Regions from separate parts of the Sus scrofa genome. Here region 1 is linked to region 2. Evidence: chromatin contacts called from public Hi-C data. All regions are on one chromosome and are shown on one strand. The core of a region is the stretch at or near the end of the contact, and the rest is flanking DNA. Distances in the headings are between cores, read along the strand shown. Region 1 overlaps NPAS2 (neuronal PAS domain-containing protein 2). Region 2 overlaps NPAS2 (neuronal PAS domain-containing protein 2).

Region 1 (7,668 bases), core at 4,528-7,027, 110 kb before region 2:
AATATGTATATATAGAATGATGTATTGCTTACATGCTATTGTTAGCCTGCATTTTATATTTCCCTTTTTTGCATCTACATTGGTCATTATTAGTATTGCTGTTTTGTAAAGCACAGTATCTCTTTCCATCATTTTTTTGCCTCTCAGAACTCTCATCTAGGATAATTTCCCTCTGTCTGAAGGATATCCTTTAGAATTTAATTTAGTGAGAGTTTGTAAGAGGAAACTCCTTTTTTTTTTTTTTTTTTTTTTTTCCCCTGCTCTGAAATATCTCAATTCTTAGAAGACATTTTTGGAGGTAAAAAAATTCTCAGGGGATAGTTATGTTCTCTCATCATATGGAAGTTAACCTCTCCCTGTCATCCAGCTTCCACTGCCGTGCTTGTAAAGTCTGGCAGCAGCCCAGCTGCTGTTCCTTTTTTAGGTGATCAACATTTTCCCTGTCTGGCTGCCTGTAAGGTCCTCTCTTTGTCTTTGCTAGTCTGCAATTTCATAGTGATTGTCTTTAGAAGTAGACACATTCTTATTTACTCCACTTGGGATTATTGGGCATCCTGAATCCAAAGATTCACATTTTTCACAAATGTTGGAAATTTTTCTTTTGTGTATTTCCTGTTCCTCCTGCTGTCCAGGCTCTCTTACTAGAGCCATTTAGGTCTCTGTCTGCTGGACCTGACTTTCCTCTGTATCTGTTAGCTCCCTTTTATATTTTCCATCTTTTTGTTTCTCTAGTCTTTAATCTGGCTAATTTCTCCAAATCTCTCTTTACTCATTCTTGTTCCACCTGTGTCTCAATTTGAACCAGTAGACTGTTTTTTTTTTTATTATTATTATTATATTCTTATTCTTTTTTCCTTTGTCAAAATTTCAAAATTGGGAACTCCCATTGTGGCTCCACAGTAAGGACCCCAACTAGCATCCATGAGGATTTGGGTTCCATCCCTAGCCCCGCTCAGTGGGTTAAGGATCTGGCATTGCCATGAGCTGTGGTGTAGGTCTCAGATGTGGCTCGGATCCAGTGTTGCTGTGGCTGTGGCCTAAGCTGATAGCTGCAGCTCCAGTTCGACCCCTAGCCTGGGAACTTTCATATGCTGCACGTGTGGCCCTAAAAAGAAAAAAAAATTCAAAATTTCTCAAGTCCTTCTTTTTAAATAATTACTTGTTCCTTGCTTTTATGTTCAAGCCTCTTATTTATATCTTTAAAGTTATTCAACATATTTACTTTATAGTCCAGGGATGATCCTTCTAATACCTGGAATCACCGTGACTCAGACTTTGCTCTTGATTGCTTCTGCAAGTCCCCTTTCTCCTTGCACATTTCATGGATTTTGAGTGGGTTCATATTCCTTGGAACTTGACCTGTCAGAACTTTTTTGAAGCTCGGGTTAAGGTTACTTTCCTCTAAAGAGGATTTGTGTTTGTTCTGCTCTGCACCTGAGTCCTCTCGAGCTGGAACCACTTTAAATTCTCTCTTACAGATTTTAAACCACACAGATGACATTTGGGCGTAAGACCCATGTGAAGACCATCTTGTGATGAGGACAGTTTGGGAGTAATTATTTTTCTCCCTTGGATCAAAAAAGGCAAATCTCTTCCAGTTCCTTCTGTGTGATTCTTCTCCACTCTGTGTCATGCCCATCCACACTGAACAGAGCCCTCCTCTGGGACTGAGCTTTATGCAAGGGTCTCCTGTTGGATTCCCAGCATGGCCAGGGTTGTCTCTTTCCTTCTGCCTCATCCTACACAGCATCCTTGCCAAGGTCGAGGTCACGGGGTTCACCTCCTGGGAGACCCTCACTTCAGCCCTGTTTACTCCCAGGACCCCTGCCTCCATCTGTGCTTGGGCTGCGGCAGACTCCTGTTTTCCTATCAGCTCAGCCAATGAATAGCTAGTTTCTGTGCTCTTATCCTTCATTCTTCGTTGACTCCAACAGAGGGTTGGCCCAGGGGTCTGGGAGTAGAACCATATACAATTAATCGATGTTCCGTATGGTGAAGGGCAAGGGTCTCCTGTGGATGCCACCTCCTCTGTCCAGTTGCTCCACCCAGGGATGGCATGGAAAGGCCACATCCTCCCACATCCTTTGTCATTCAACATCCCCTGCAACCAGCACATAGTGTGAGGGGCTATGTGGATACCAGCAGGTGTAGTTCTGGCAAAGGCTGGTGCTGCTGTCCCTCCAGGTGACAACTCCTGTGAAGGCCAGTGCTTCCCTTTTTGCCTCCAAATGGAGCTGCCTGACCCTTAGAGGCACCCTGGACTTTGGAGGAGTCAAGTCCCATATCATTCAGGCCAGTGATCAATGACTCTTGGCTCTTTGTCACCTGGCAGCCTGCTCCCAGGCAAGGCTAGTCTCCTGCCACACAGGCTCCTGGCATCCTGTTTCCTCCCTTCAGCCCTAGGCTCTGAGGCAGGGACAGCCTATAGCCTGCAGCTGCATCTCACCCATAGCCCGTCTTTGTAAATAAAGTTTTATTGGGATACACAGCCATGCCCATTGTTTCACACCATGAGGTCCCACCTACAGCATTGAAAATATTTACTGTCTGTCCTTTTAGAGGAAGCATTTGCTGGGCCTACTCTGAGGACACCCCCTCCCCCAGGCTGCCCACCTGTCTTTCAGCCCTGCCTAGAGCATCCTGTATCCAGATGCTCCCTCCGTGTTGTTACCTGCACTCACATCCGCGCCAGCTCCAGCTTCCCTGACGGCGCCTCCTTTGCTCAGCCTGGTCTGCATCTGCCCTTTGGAATGCTGGAAATGCATATCCAGTGAGTGACCCACCCTGGGAAACCCTCACATGGTGAAGTTAGACTCTGACAGTCTTCCTGCTCCATTGGAACATTTCATCACCCAGGAGTAGGTCTTCAATCTCAGACCTTTGGGGGAAGACAGGTATTTTCGCTCCATCTCTCTACATAGTCATAGCAAATACACACTTCAAGCAGTGGACACAGTCTTGGAAATAAGACAACAGACATGCAAGGTGCTATTTTAATAAACTAAATAGCACTACATGGCATGAGAGGAACTCTTCTAAAGAAAGCAAAATGTTCAACAGTGGAGAATTAATTTATACTGAAAACAATCCCCCCCAAGCATGTCTGTTTTGGCTCATCTATAGCTGAAAGGACACAGGCCATTGATAGTCTCATGGCCAGGGGTGTGGACTGGGGAGCCAGACTGCTTGGTGGCAATGCCTGCTCTGCCAGTGATTGGTAACTGTGGGCAAGTCACCTGGTATCTCTGTGCCTCGGTTTCCTCAACTGGTAAAGGGTTCAGAGGGTTACAAACATGATGAAATGAGATCAAACATTAAAAATCCCTAGAACACTGCCTGGAGCCTAGAGGCCTTCCCATGTTAGCCATGACCATGTCATTTAATGTTTCTGACCTTGTGTTTCCTCATCTATAAGAGGGAAGTCACAATAACAAACTTTTATTTTGTTTGAGGAATAACCATGATGGGTTTAAAGCACCCAAACAGGGCACACTATAGAAGTCAAATAATTGGTGGAGAGATGCCATTTTCTGGGACTTCGTTAATATTGGTCCCATATTTTCTTTTCCCCACTAAAGCTAACTATAGATTCCTTCTTCAAAAGAAATGGTTTCTAGAAACATCCTCAGTGTGGTGGGGCTTCAGCAGCTGCTTTTGGCTTGTTCTATTGCTAATCATTGCATGAAAAGCCCAGAGAGCTGTGTGTTCTCTTGTCTAGTGACTCTGCTTATCCAAGACTCAGCCACCACCTCCAGGAAGCCACCCCTGATGCCTAAACCCCACCATCTTGGTGCTTCTGTTACATCACGTGATGACTTTGCAGAGACAGGGACAGAGTTATTCATCTGTATATCTGTTGTGACTGGCAGACCGTGTTCCAACAAGTACTAAAGACCTACCACTTAGGTGCACAAAAGAAACTGACAAATAAATGGATGCCAATTAAAATTTCTTTGAGAATACACAATGACTCTACCTATCTTTAGAATTATGGGAGTTCCCTGGTGGCTAAGTGGGTGAAGGATCCATTGTTGTCACTGCTGTGGCACAGGTTCGATCCCTGGCCTGGGAACTTCTACATGCTGTGGGTGTGCCAAGAGAAAAAAAAAAAAAAAAAAAAAAGAATTGTGCCGTATGGATCATTTTCTCAAAATAAAATCTCACAAGAGTATCATACACATAGATCCCACTTTTCTCCCTGGCTCCAAATTGCAGTGTGAATGGAAATATGCAAACGTGATCACACCCACACTAGACGCCAGTTCAGCCATCTCTCCTATAAGCCTTAGTGTTTTCTCCTCCGCTTGACATTTTCTTCAAATACCGTTTCATTTTGTAATGCTGTCTCTACACATATTTTAGAATTATAATAATAACTCACTGGGGATGTGTTTGGTTTACACAGTAAGCAGGGCTGCTGGACCCTGTAGTGGATGATGTGAGTAGGCTCAGAAACTCCAACCACCGTCCCTTGTACACATGTTGTACCTTCTCTGCTACTCCTCCTGGGAACTGCCCACAGCATGATAGGGCTTCAGAAGTGCCGAAGGCCAGAAAGTGGCTTCCTATTTCAATGAACCTGAAACATGGGAGAGGCTTCTGGATACCTGTTTTCAGAGAGTGGTTGTAAATAGACAATCAGCTCTTGATTGTCCAGCAAATAGGGAAGAGGAATGAAATACAGCTCACACAAGGGAGTGGGACAAAGATGAATAACACTTGAACCTGATCTGTGCTGAGCACCCCACATTGGGAGGGATGGTCTCTGCTTCACAGAGAAACTGGGAATTTCTTATCTGGCAGTTACAATTTTAAAAGATAAAAGTAAAATGAAGTCAGACATCAGTTTTCTACAAGCCTTCTCACAGCCCTGTGGTGTGGTCAAGGCAGGGAATGCCTAGAACCCTGATGCTCTTCACTACAGGCTGGCTCCTTACCTAGAACTTGGGAGCTCATTTAATACCAGGTTCTAGGCCACAGCCCTGATATGAGTGGATGGGCCCTTGTGACCATGTGGTGGGCTTCCTTCTGGACAGTTTGTCTATCAGGTTTGCAGTTATTGGAACTAAGTATAAATCCTGAACATGTTGGCAAGTTGAAAATAGTTATTTTCATCATTTGTAGAATCAAAAGCTTAAGCACATGTGGCATATACATTCATGGGAATATTACTTGGCAATGAAAAGGAAGGAAATTCTGATACCTCTGCAGCATGGATAAACCATGAAGACATGGTGCTGAGTGAAAGAAGCCAGACACAGGAGGATATTCTGATTCCATGAATTCCAGGAGGCATGATTCCACTTATCCAAGGTTTCTAAGGTAGTCAGACCCAAAGACAGAAACACAATGGTGGTTGCAAGTGGCTGATGTGTGTGTGTGTGTGCACGCATATGCAGAGAGTTGGTGTTTAATGGATACAGAGTTTCAGTTTGGGATGATGAAAATTTTCTACTAAAGATGGATGGTTATACAACCTTGTGGCTGGGCTTAATGTCACTTATACACTCCAAAAAGGTTGAGATGGTAGATTTTATGTTAGGTATATTTTATTGCAATTGAAAACAAAGCTTACACACACACACACCTAAATCCAACCCTGGGGGACCATGCAGATGTGGTTCTGAAGCCTTGTCACTTGGACTCTCCGAAAGGTAAGAACCTGAGCCTCTTTTCTTGAGGCCTTGCAGACTCAGACCTGCCTGGGCCCTGGAAGTGAACACTTGAGTGTTGAGACTTGAAAGTGTGGGCGGGGCCCGCATGCTGTTGGTTTTGTAGACCAGAGGTCGTTTACTTTGGCATTTTTAACAAAGATTTCAAGCTTATGGAGTTTGCCAGTCAGCCTGGTCTCAAGGCCCCGAATTAAGCAGCATGTACTTTTTGATTTAAATACAGAACAATAGCAGACAGCATAAAAGCTTTCCCAGGGCTATTTTTCCCTTGAAGTAACACAAAGGAAGACGGATGAGGAAAAAACACCCACATGGAATCAAATACGGCAGAAAGCAAATTTCCAACCACATGATGTTAGCACAGAAGGGAAACGGAGATGGGTTAACAACGGAGCTCAGAGTTCCAGAAGCGAGGCCTCTTAAGTTATTTTTAGCACCAATGATGCCATAAAGCCTGTTTTTCCATTTCACTCCGGTGAATCGAATTATTTGCCTTTCTCTGCGTTGACCACCCTAATTGTTGTGTTTGATGGAGTCAGAGCGGGCCTGCTTGAATGGCAGCTGACTGCAGGCACAGGGCCCTACTTTGGAGTCAACTGGGCTTCCCTGATTCTGTTGCATCATCCGAGTGTGTCTGGTCCTTGTAGCAACACTGGAGCCACAGATATGCTTTTCAGCATTTCTCCAGGGTAGACAGGACCATTGAAAGTGTTGAACCAAAGCACATGGCCAGTACCATTTTGTGGGACCTGAATGTGCTGTGTGGAGAAATCCATGGTCCCAGGCCAGCTTCTCTGGGCACCTCCACTGCTCTGGTCACTAGGTCCGTGGGTGTCAGTGCTGGTCCTCCAGGAACATGAAATTGGGTGTCGGCGTGTTCCTTCCAGATGTGACTTCCCAACAAGGCTGAGTGTCAGAATCTCTTGGGGGCCCAGGATTCTGGATTTGAGTGGCTGTCCAGGTGGTTCTGTTGCCCAGCCAGATTAGGTAACCACAGCCTTAATCAGTTCTTTTCCATCAGGGGTAGCAAATGAAGAGTCTAAATGGGAAGCTGGTGTGGTGGGTGGAGAGGGGCATGGAAGGGAGATGGCCGGTGGTTACTGGGGGCGGTAGTGGCGAGCATGCTGGCGACACAGCTCAGGTCTTTTAGGAAAGTGGCACAACTCTGAATATCCTTCTCCTTGGCCATCTCACCTGTCTGGAAAACAGCCCAACAGGTCACAGGGCCGCCCAGGCTGAGCCCCAGAGGCAGGCAGAGAGCTCAGACATGGGAGGGGGAGGCAGTCACCTGCTGTCCAGTGCTTGGGAAGAAGTGCCATGAAGGTAAGCAGGTGGCCCCAGTGACCAGAGAAGCTGGTGTAAGGATGAAGGGCCTTGGTGTTCCAGGTGCACTTGACTTTTTGCAGTCGCTCATCAGGAACGCCCTCCCCAGACATCACTCATCACGAACATCTTGATGACCCAGAACCGCCAGGGCAGAGGTGACAGTTAAGTTCACTTCACTCCACTGAGGCAGGCAGGGAGGTGGCAGATCACTATGGGAACTGCTGTGTCCAAAATGGATGAAAGAAGAGCGCTTTCTGGACCAGTGTGGCTCTGAGAAGTTCTTTTCCTGCCCAGCTGAGCCTCGTGGGGGCTGGTCTGCATCACACCTGAAATCCATCAGCCTCTGTCTCTGCCCAGACTCTCATTCGAGAATGTCTTTGGGTACCGTCTTCCCATCTCAGAGGGTCCTGCCTGCATGTCTTCAGATGCTTCTGCACTCTGTGGTCATCGCTGTAACCTTCAGCTATGGACATGATGTGAGTCTTGGTTCGGCTCCCCTCCCCACGTATCTCAGGGAGTGCCATCATTTTACTACCACGCAGCTTGGTAAGAGCCATGCGCTGCCAGAGACCAAGGAAAATGGATTTCTCAAATGTGGCTGAAACACAGTGGAACGTATTCAAACTCTTACAGCCCGGGGATGTGAGAATTTGTAAATTACCAGTAGTAT
Region 2 (7,565 bases), core at 2,501-5,000:
ATTCCCAGGCTAGGGGTTGAATCGGAGCTGTAGCCACCGGCCTACACCAGAGCCACAGCAACTCGGGATCCGAGCCGCGTCTGCAACCTACACCACAGCTCACGGCAACGCCGGATCGTTAACCCACTGAGCAAGGGCAGGGACCGAACCCGAAACCTCATGGTTCCTAGTCGGATTCGTTAACCACTGCGCCACGACGGGAACTCCCGGAGAAATTCTTGCAGATGTCATTTTAGAAGGCCGTTCATTTTCTGATGCTTTATGTGTCCTTAAATTGGAAAACATAACTACATTTAATCTACAAATTCAGAGTTAAGAGATATCATCAACTACATTTTAAACACAAGGAAGTAGTATAGATGATCTAGAAAAGTCATCCTCAACCTTGGCTGCATGTTAGTAAATCTGGGGAGCTTTAAAAAGTGCTGGTGGCTGATTTTAATCCTGAGTTTCTGAATGAGGTGACCTGGGATAGGGACCGTCCTGTAGAAGGTTCTGGGGAATGTGGTGAGAATTCTGTAAACACGGTCAGCTGACTTTTCTCATATTTATTAGGGCTCTTTTTCCCACCTAGCAAACTCCACCTTAAATAGTAGGCTCTTTCTCTGGCCCAGAAAGTAAAGCAATTTCCTACAGTCACCTGAAGACAGGTGTACGGCTCCCAGGGCAACCACCGCTGATGCCAAGTGGTACCTCCTTTGGCCCCGCCCCGGGGGTGTGGCCTCAGCATCCTGTGGGCGGGAGCCTAGCAGCCCCCTCTCGGCCCTATTAAAACCGGGGTCTTGGTGTCCCAGGACATGGGTGGAGTCCCTGCGCTTCGTTCCCACTCTGAGTGACCTTGGTTAATACAGATAAACTTCCTGGGCCTCCGTTCCCTCATGTATAAAATAAGGACAGTCACGCCCTCCCAGACTTAATATGTAAGACGCCATGAGCAGGTTTTGTCACCTGGGCATCGAGTTTTGTTGTGGACACTGTGGACCTGTGGGGATCCCCCTGAATCTTGACCTGTTTCTTCAGTAGCCGAGGCCAGGCGCTTGCAGACTGGGCTCCGAGGGGCGGTTTCAGGGCAGACACCCCTGAATCCCAGCTGTGCTACTCTAGGGGCAGGGGCGTCACCATGTGTCAAGACCCCTGCTTCCCCCGAGCCCATCTGTATCAGAAACACCGTCTGATGATGGAACTCACCCTTAAAACACCTGCTGGGAGTTCCCTGGTGGCTCAGCCAGTTAAGGATCTGGCGTTGACACTGCCATAGACGTGGGTTCCATCCCTGGCCAGGGAACTTCCACATGCCACAGCTGCGGCCAAAAAAATTAAAAATTAAAAAAATAATAAAACACCACCTGGTGTGCGCATGCAGGCCCTTCTGCAGAATAGGGCTGTCAGCTCACGTTGCAGGGCATTTTTCTCGGCACTGTCACCTCAGTGGAGGCAGGGTAAGTAAAAGTGAGGGAGTAGTGTGTCGTTCCTATTCCAGCTCAGTTGGCCTTGAACCTCAGGTTGCTGTGCAATGGGGCTAATAGTAGCACCCTCGTCCCTGAGTTGCCATGGGAATGAGACAGTTCATGGACCCAAAGCCTCTGGTAGTATGAGGTGGGGCTTGGCTTTGCTGTACTGCATCTGACCTGTCTCTCTTCCCCTCCACCCAGAACCCAGCCCCTCTTGTAACGGCTTTGACAGCGCCCTCTCGAGACCTTGCCGAGTCCCCCTGGGCAAGGAAGTCTGCTTCATCGCCACTGTTCGCCTGGCAACACCACAATTCCTAAAGGCAAGTACCTGGAGAGAATTGATCATGCAGCCCCCTTATGATCGAGTCACGTTTAGTTATAAGTAGTTCATCGTCTCCATGGGGCAGAATAAGAACGTGGCATTGATGCTGAGAATGGTAAATGTCTTATTTCGGTATGGTGACAACCGCACAAGCTCTTTCCTCTAACTTCACTTTCCTGCTGGCCATTTTGTTTGAGCACAGCATCAATTGCTCTTCGTCTGGCCAATGCTCTTCTAGAACTCTGTAAACCTTCCCACCCTTTACTCTGACCTTGACACCACTCAGGGTGGGCAGAGGTGAGAACTGAGTCAAACCCAGGGCTGCTCTGGCATCTCTCCTCTGTGATTGCTTTCACATCCATGGCCTGAGTGCTGAGTTAAATTAGTAATTCAGATTCAGATGAAAAGCCATTTTCCACATGTTTCCCGCACATCTCAATAATGGGAAGGGAGTGGTATGACATTTTGGCTCTTAGGTATTTTTCTCCAGCTTGTGAAATAAATTTAGCATCGGCTAATCTCAAAATTAGCTGCAGATGATGAAATTTCAGTCCAACACAACTTGGAGACTTGCTCTAAACAGTTTTAACTGCTGTTACTGACCATGCATTCTTGAACAGACCCGGGGGGAGGGGGAGGAGAGCATCTGGCACCCCCAAGCAATCTTTTTCTCCCTGCTCATACAGGAAATGTGCATCGTTGACGAGCCTTTAGAGGAATTCACTTCAAGGCATAGCTTGGAATGGAAATTTTTATTTCTGGATCACAGGTTTGTGAAAAGAAAAACATGTTTGGGTTGGGTCCTTTTCAAGGGCTTGTGTGCATGAGCCAGGGTCTCCTCGGAAGGAGGAAAGCTGGGCCCGGTCCCTTCAAAGGAAAAGAGCTCTCCTGTGGTGGGATAAGTGGTACCCAGCTGAGGGGCTGGAGATTTCTTGACTGCATTTGTCCCACCTGTGGATGTGCCCTGGGTTTGGGTCTGAGCATCCTGGGACAGCTAGTGCCACAGCCTGGGACATCTTTGGGGTACACCCACCCCCAGCCTACTTGGGACCCTCTCCAGTTCCCATGAACCAGGAGCATGTGAGAGTAACTCATTTCTGTCAACACCCTTTGTTCCTTTAGCCCAATCTTCTTTCTTTCTTTCTTTCTTTTTTTTTTTTTTTTTTTTTTTGGTAACATTTTTCACAGTTTAAGAACTAGAAATCTCCCCTTCCCCCTCTTTTTTTTTTTTTTTTTTCTTTTTTCTTAACACTATGGGTTGGGTTGACCCAATCTGTAGCTATCTTTTTGCCTTTCTTTTTTGGGGGGGTACACCTGGGGCATATGAAAGTTTCCAGGCTAGGGGATGAATAGGAACTGCAGCTGCCAGCCTACACCACGGCCACAGCAACACTGGATCTGAGCCGTATCTGCAACCTACAGCACAGCTCACAGCAATGCCAGATCCCTGACCCACTGAGCAAGGCCTGGGATCAAACCTGCATCCTCATGTATACTAGTTGGGTTTGTTTCCACTGTGCCATGACAGGAACTCCAATCTATAGCTATTTTTAATTATGCAGTAGTAGTGACGTTTATGATTGTGGGGCCAAGTTTTGCCAAGGCAACGGAGTATCTAAAATGCCCCAGACTATGAGCACTTTGGAAAACACAGCCTCTCCGGTTTGGACCATTGCAAAATTATTTCCCTGCCCTTATTCTTGAGAAATGAGGCCCCTGGCCTGTTACCAACCGTGCATTCTGGAACAGACCCGGGGGAGGGGGGAGGAGAGTGTCTGGCACCCTCATGGGCCACCTGCACCCTCATGGGCTACCTCAGTGAGCCCCGTGGTGCTTCTTCTCTGATGAATGACCCCACTGTCCTTGGCAGAGCCCCTCCCATCATAGGATACCTGCCTTTTGAAGTTCTGGGAACCTCGGGCTATGACTACTACCACGTCGATGATCTGGAACTCCTGGCCAGGTGCCACCAGCACTGTGAGTACCGCCCCCTGGCCCCAGCCCAGGGCCACAGGCTCTCTCCATGGAGCCCAGACAGCGTGTTCCTTGATTTCTTTGGAGACAAAGGGCTTTGCTTCCTCTGGGACAATCTAGGCATTGGTGGGGGTCCTTTGGCTGGACACCCCCCATGTTTTGCCCTCTGGAATTGACTCTGCTCTGCCTACCCCCTGCCAAGCCCCCTCCCAGTGCCCCACAGAGCAGATGTGTGCGCTCTTTCATCTCACGGAAAAAACTAAAGTGCTGCTTGATCACTTGGTTTTCAGGTCACCACTGCTTCTGGCTCTTCCAGGGGTGCCAGGCCACCCTGGGTGTAGACCTACCTTCATGGTCTGAGGACATCCCTGCTCTGTTGGAGTCCCCCCCCCCCCCAGCCTGGCTTCCCTCTCTAAGTCAGGCAATTCACTTCAGACAAAAGGCTGAATTCATGTAACTCTTCTTGAGTCAGCAGATATGTGTGGGCCACAAACTCCAGGCCAGATACTGAGCTAGGCCAGCGACATAGAGACAACCAGAATCTCCTTGCTGCCCTGCAGGAGCAAGGTGTGATGGAAAAATACCAACAGTGCAGAATCACGTGTTGGTGCATTCAAGGGGATGTGAGAGGGATATTGAGGGGCTTAGGGGAGGAGCCTTCTCCCCACTGCGGGACAGGGGTCCAGAAAGGCTCTCTGCTGGCAAAGGGACAGGAAGTGGGGCTCGTGGTGCAGGAAGGAGAACCACAGCACATCTGGTTTCTTCCTTAGCAGGAGCCAGGAATTAACCATTCCACTTGGTGCTGAGGGCTACCTTTGAATAGGAACATTTCCAGCAGTATTGACCTATGGCTCCTGATACATGGCTTGACCACCAACACTGTGTCTCGCTAGATGCCTTGTCTATGGAACCATTATAGAACCATTATCACTTTCTCCTCTGCTGTTCTTTTTTTTTCAGTGGTCACACCCAGGGCATATGGAAGTTCCCAGGATTGAATATGAGCCACAGCTTTGATCTATACCACAGCTGTGGCAACCCCGGATCCTTTAATCCACTGCCCTGGGCTGGGGATTGAACCTGCACCTCCGCAGCAACCCAAGCTGCTGCATTTGGATTCTTAACCCACTGTGCCACAGTGGGAACTCTTCTGCTATTCCTGTTGATGCAAGAACAGGCTTGAGAAGTTCCCTGGTGGCTCGGTGAGTTAAGTATCTGGCATTGTCACTGCTGTGGCATGGGTTCCATCCCCAGCCCAGAAACTTCCGCATGCCTTGGGCATGGCCAAAAAATAAACAGGCTTAAGTTGGATGAGGATCTGCTGTTAAGTTTGAAGGCTCATCTTTGAACTGTTAACCCCTTCTTCTCAAAGGTGATCCTTGAGCAGAGCACAGGTGTCATGAAGAGTTTGCTACATGTATGGCCTCTTAGTGTCCTGCCCCCTGGGTCTTTGCAATTAGAGCATCCTTTTAACAGGAGCTCCTAGTGTTCTGGGGGCCCATGAAATGGGAGAAGCAAGGCTACTTCAAGCCTCTGGCTGCTTCTGACTCTTCCAGTGGTGCCCGGCCACTGTGGGTGTAGACCTGCCTTCATGGTCTGAGGACCTGTCACTGTGATGGGGCAGGACATCTCTGCTCTGTTGGAGCCCCTCTGCCCAGCTTCCCTCCCTGCATGCATCACACTCTCCAAGTCGGTACCTCCTTCGGCGGTGTTCCTCTCCTAGTTAGGATTTCCCTTGACCTTGTGCCTAAAGGGGCACCTAAATTCCAGGCGCCAAGGCAGTGACACCCAACTCTTCTTCCTTGGACCCATGGTCCAGCTTTCTGCCCTGCGTGGGCTTCAGCCTTCAGCGTATACTGATGGTTCACATGTGCGCTGGCGCACCTAGGGAACCACGACAGGTTTAACCGCAGGGGCTCCACGCTGCTTGCGCGTGGGTGTGACCCGATGGAAAGCACCTGCGGGTGGCGCTCTAGAACCCCATTGGCTGAGAGTCCAGGGTGGAGCCACAGCCATAGGGATCCACTGGCCCACCGGCTGTCAGGTCTATTTTCCGTCCAGTTCTCTGGCACTGCGCTTCTTCAGTGCCAAATACACTCCACCTGCAGCAGGAAGATGAGCACCAGGAAAGCCAGGGCCTCTCTTTAATTAAACTCCACTTGGAGAATCTGCCCTGGTTTCAGGCTCTCTGAAGCCTCTGAGCATTTGGGAAAGCAGGTGGATCCTTCCTCTTGTTTCAGAACTCATTACGGTTTACTGTGATTTTTTTTTTTTTTTTGGTCCTTTTGCCATTTATTCGGCCACTCCCGCGGCATATGGAGGTACCCAGGCTAGGGATCTAATCGGAGTTGTAGCCACCGGCCTACACCACAGCCACAGCAACGCAGGATCCGAGCCGCGTCTGCCATCTACACCACAGCTCACGGCAACGCCAGATCCTCAACCCACTGAACAAGGCCAGGGATCGAACCCTCAACCCCATGGTTCCTAGTTGTGGATTCGTTAACCACTGAGCCCCGACGGGAACTCCAGGGTTTACAGTGATCTTGACTGTCACTTCAAACCCATCACGACTGGGGAAATGATCGATTTGTGTGTGGCCTTGTCTTTTTTGAAAGCTGGTCTTTTTAACAGTAATGGGGGGGGGGCATTTTTGTCTCAACATTTGTTATGTGCAGACTCCATCTTCTGTTAACAGTGATGCAATTTGGCAAAGGGAAGTCGTGTTGCTACCGGTTTCTGACCAAAGGGCAGCAGTGGATTTGGCTGCAGACGCACTACTACATCACCTATCACCAGTGGAACTCCAAGCCCGAGTTCATCGTGTGCACGCACTCAGTGGTCAGGTGCGGGACGGGGGTGGGAGGGCACCCCCCCCCGACCCCAGGAGCTCGGTCTGAGCCCCAGCGGCCTCAGTTGGTCTCCGTGTCTGGGGGGCAAACCCAGGGCTGGTGCCCTGCTCTGCAGTGAGCAGGGTCATCCGCAGAGCTCAGCTCCCTCCCGGCCCCACCCCCAGCCCTGATCTCCCAGGGCCCACCCTGTCTCCTGGAGCCCTGTCAGGCCCCTCTGAAAGCCTCATTGAGCTCTCCCAGGCTGCCAGGACGTTACTGAGTAAGTTACCCGCTTCAGTGACCTACTTACATATTTTCCGCTCATCTTCATCCATTCCTCAGCCTTCCCTTGTCACTGTTTGGAGAAGAAAATTAAAATTTTTGCCTCTAAATAACTCAAAGACATAATCCCCTTTCCTTTGAATGCTTTAAGAACTCTTGCTGGCAACCGAGCCGGGGTTGGCACAAGAGCCAGGCTGCCAGTGAGAGAGGGTTCCAGGGGTTCTTGGGGCCTCCGGGAGCCCCCAGCCCAGTGTGGGTGGGCGGGGCTCCCAAAGGAGGCAGCATATTTGGGATTTCATAGATACTGCCTACGGACGGTCACAGTCTCAGAAGGGAGAGGAGTATTTTTTCTCCCAACTGCAAATTTTTAAGAACATAAATCAGTTTTAAACTGGACTAGAGGAGAAAATGTAAAGAAAGTAAAGAAAGAAGGACTGCATTTTATATATGTACATAACAGGTAGATGGTAGGTAACAAATGATTGATGGAGAGACACACATGCATTCATACTGTGTTATATACATACACGTACCTGAGATCTAGATGACTAATAGGTAGCTAATGGGTAGATCAGGTAGGTGATAGACAGATAATAGATGATAGATAAATAGATGATGGATAGATAATAGATTATTGATTGACAGATAATAGGTGATAAGTAGATAATGATTTATAGACAGATGATGATGTTAGGTGATTGCTAT

The links. Hi-C and Micro-C count contacts between places; a contact is called where the count stands out from the background.
Region 1: a contact with region 2 is called in a Hi-C map of liver, with 3 times the contacts expected there. A contact is called at or near these places in 4 of 47 Hi-C or Micro-C datasets (epiblast stem cells and liver).

Annotation. Positions count from the first base shown.
Region 1 is chr3:53,436,845-53,444,512 of Sscrofa11.1, reverse strand. All of the region lies in intron 1 of NPAS2 (neuronal PAS domain-containing protein 2), which reads left to right. Among named protein-coding and RNA genes, the nearest start is that of NPAS2, 50 kb to the left of the region's middle.
Region 2 is chr3:53,328,831-53,336,395 of Sscrofa11.1, reverse strand. It overlaps NPAS2 (neuronal PAS domain-containing protein 2), which reads left to right. Exons shown (of 21, transcript XM_021087167.1): 8 at 1,653-1,771; 9 at 2,460-2,542; 10 at 3,644-3,750; 11 at 6,446-6,593. Among named protein-coding and RNA genes, the nearest start is that of RPL31, 37 kb to the right of the region's middle.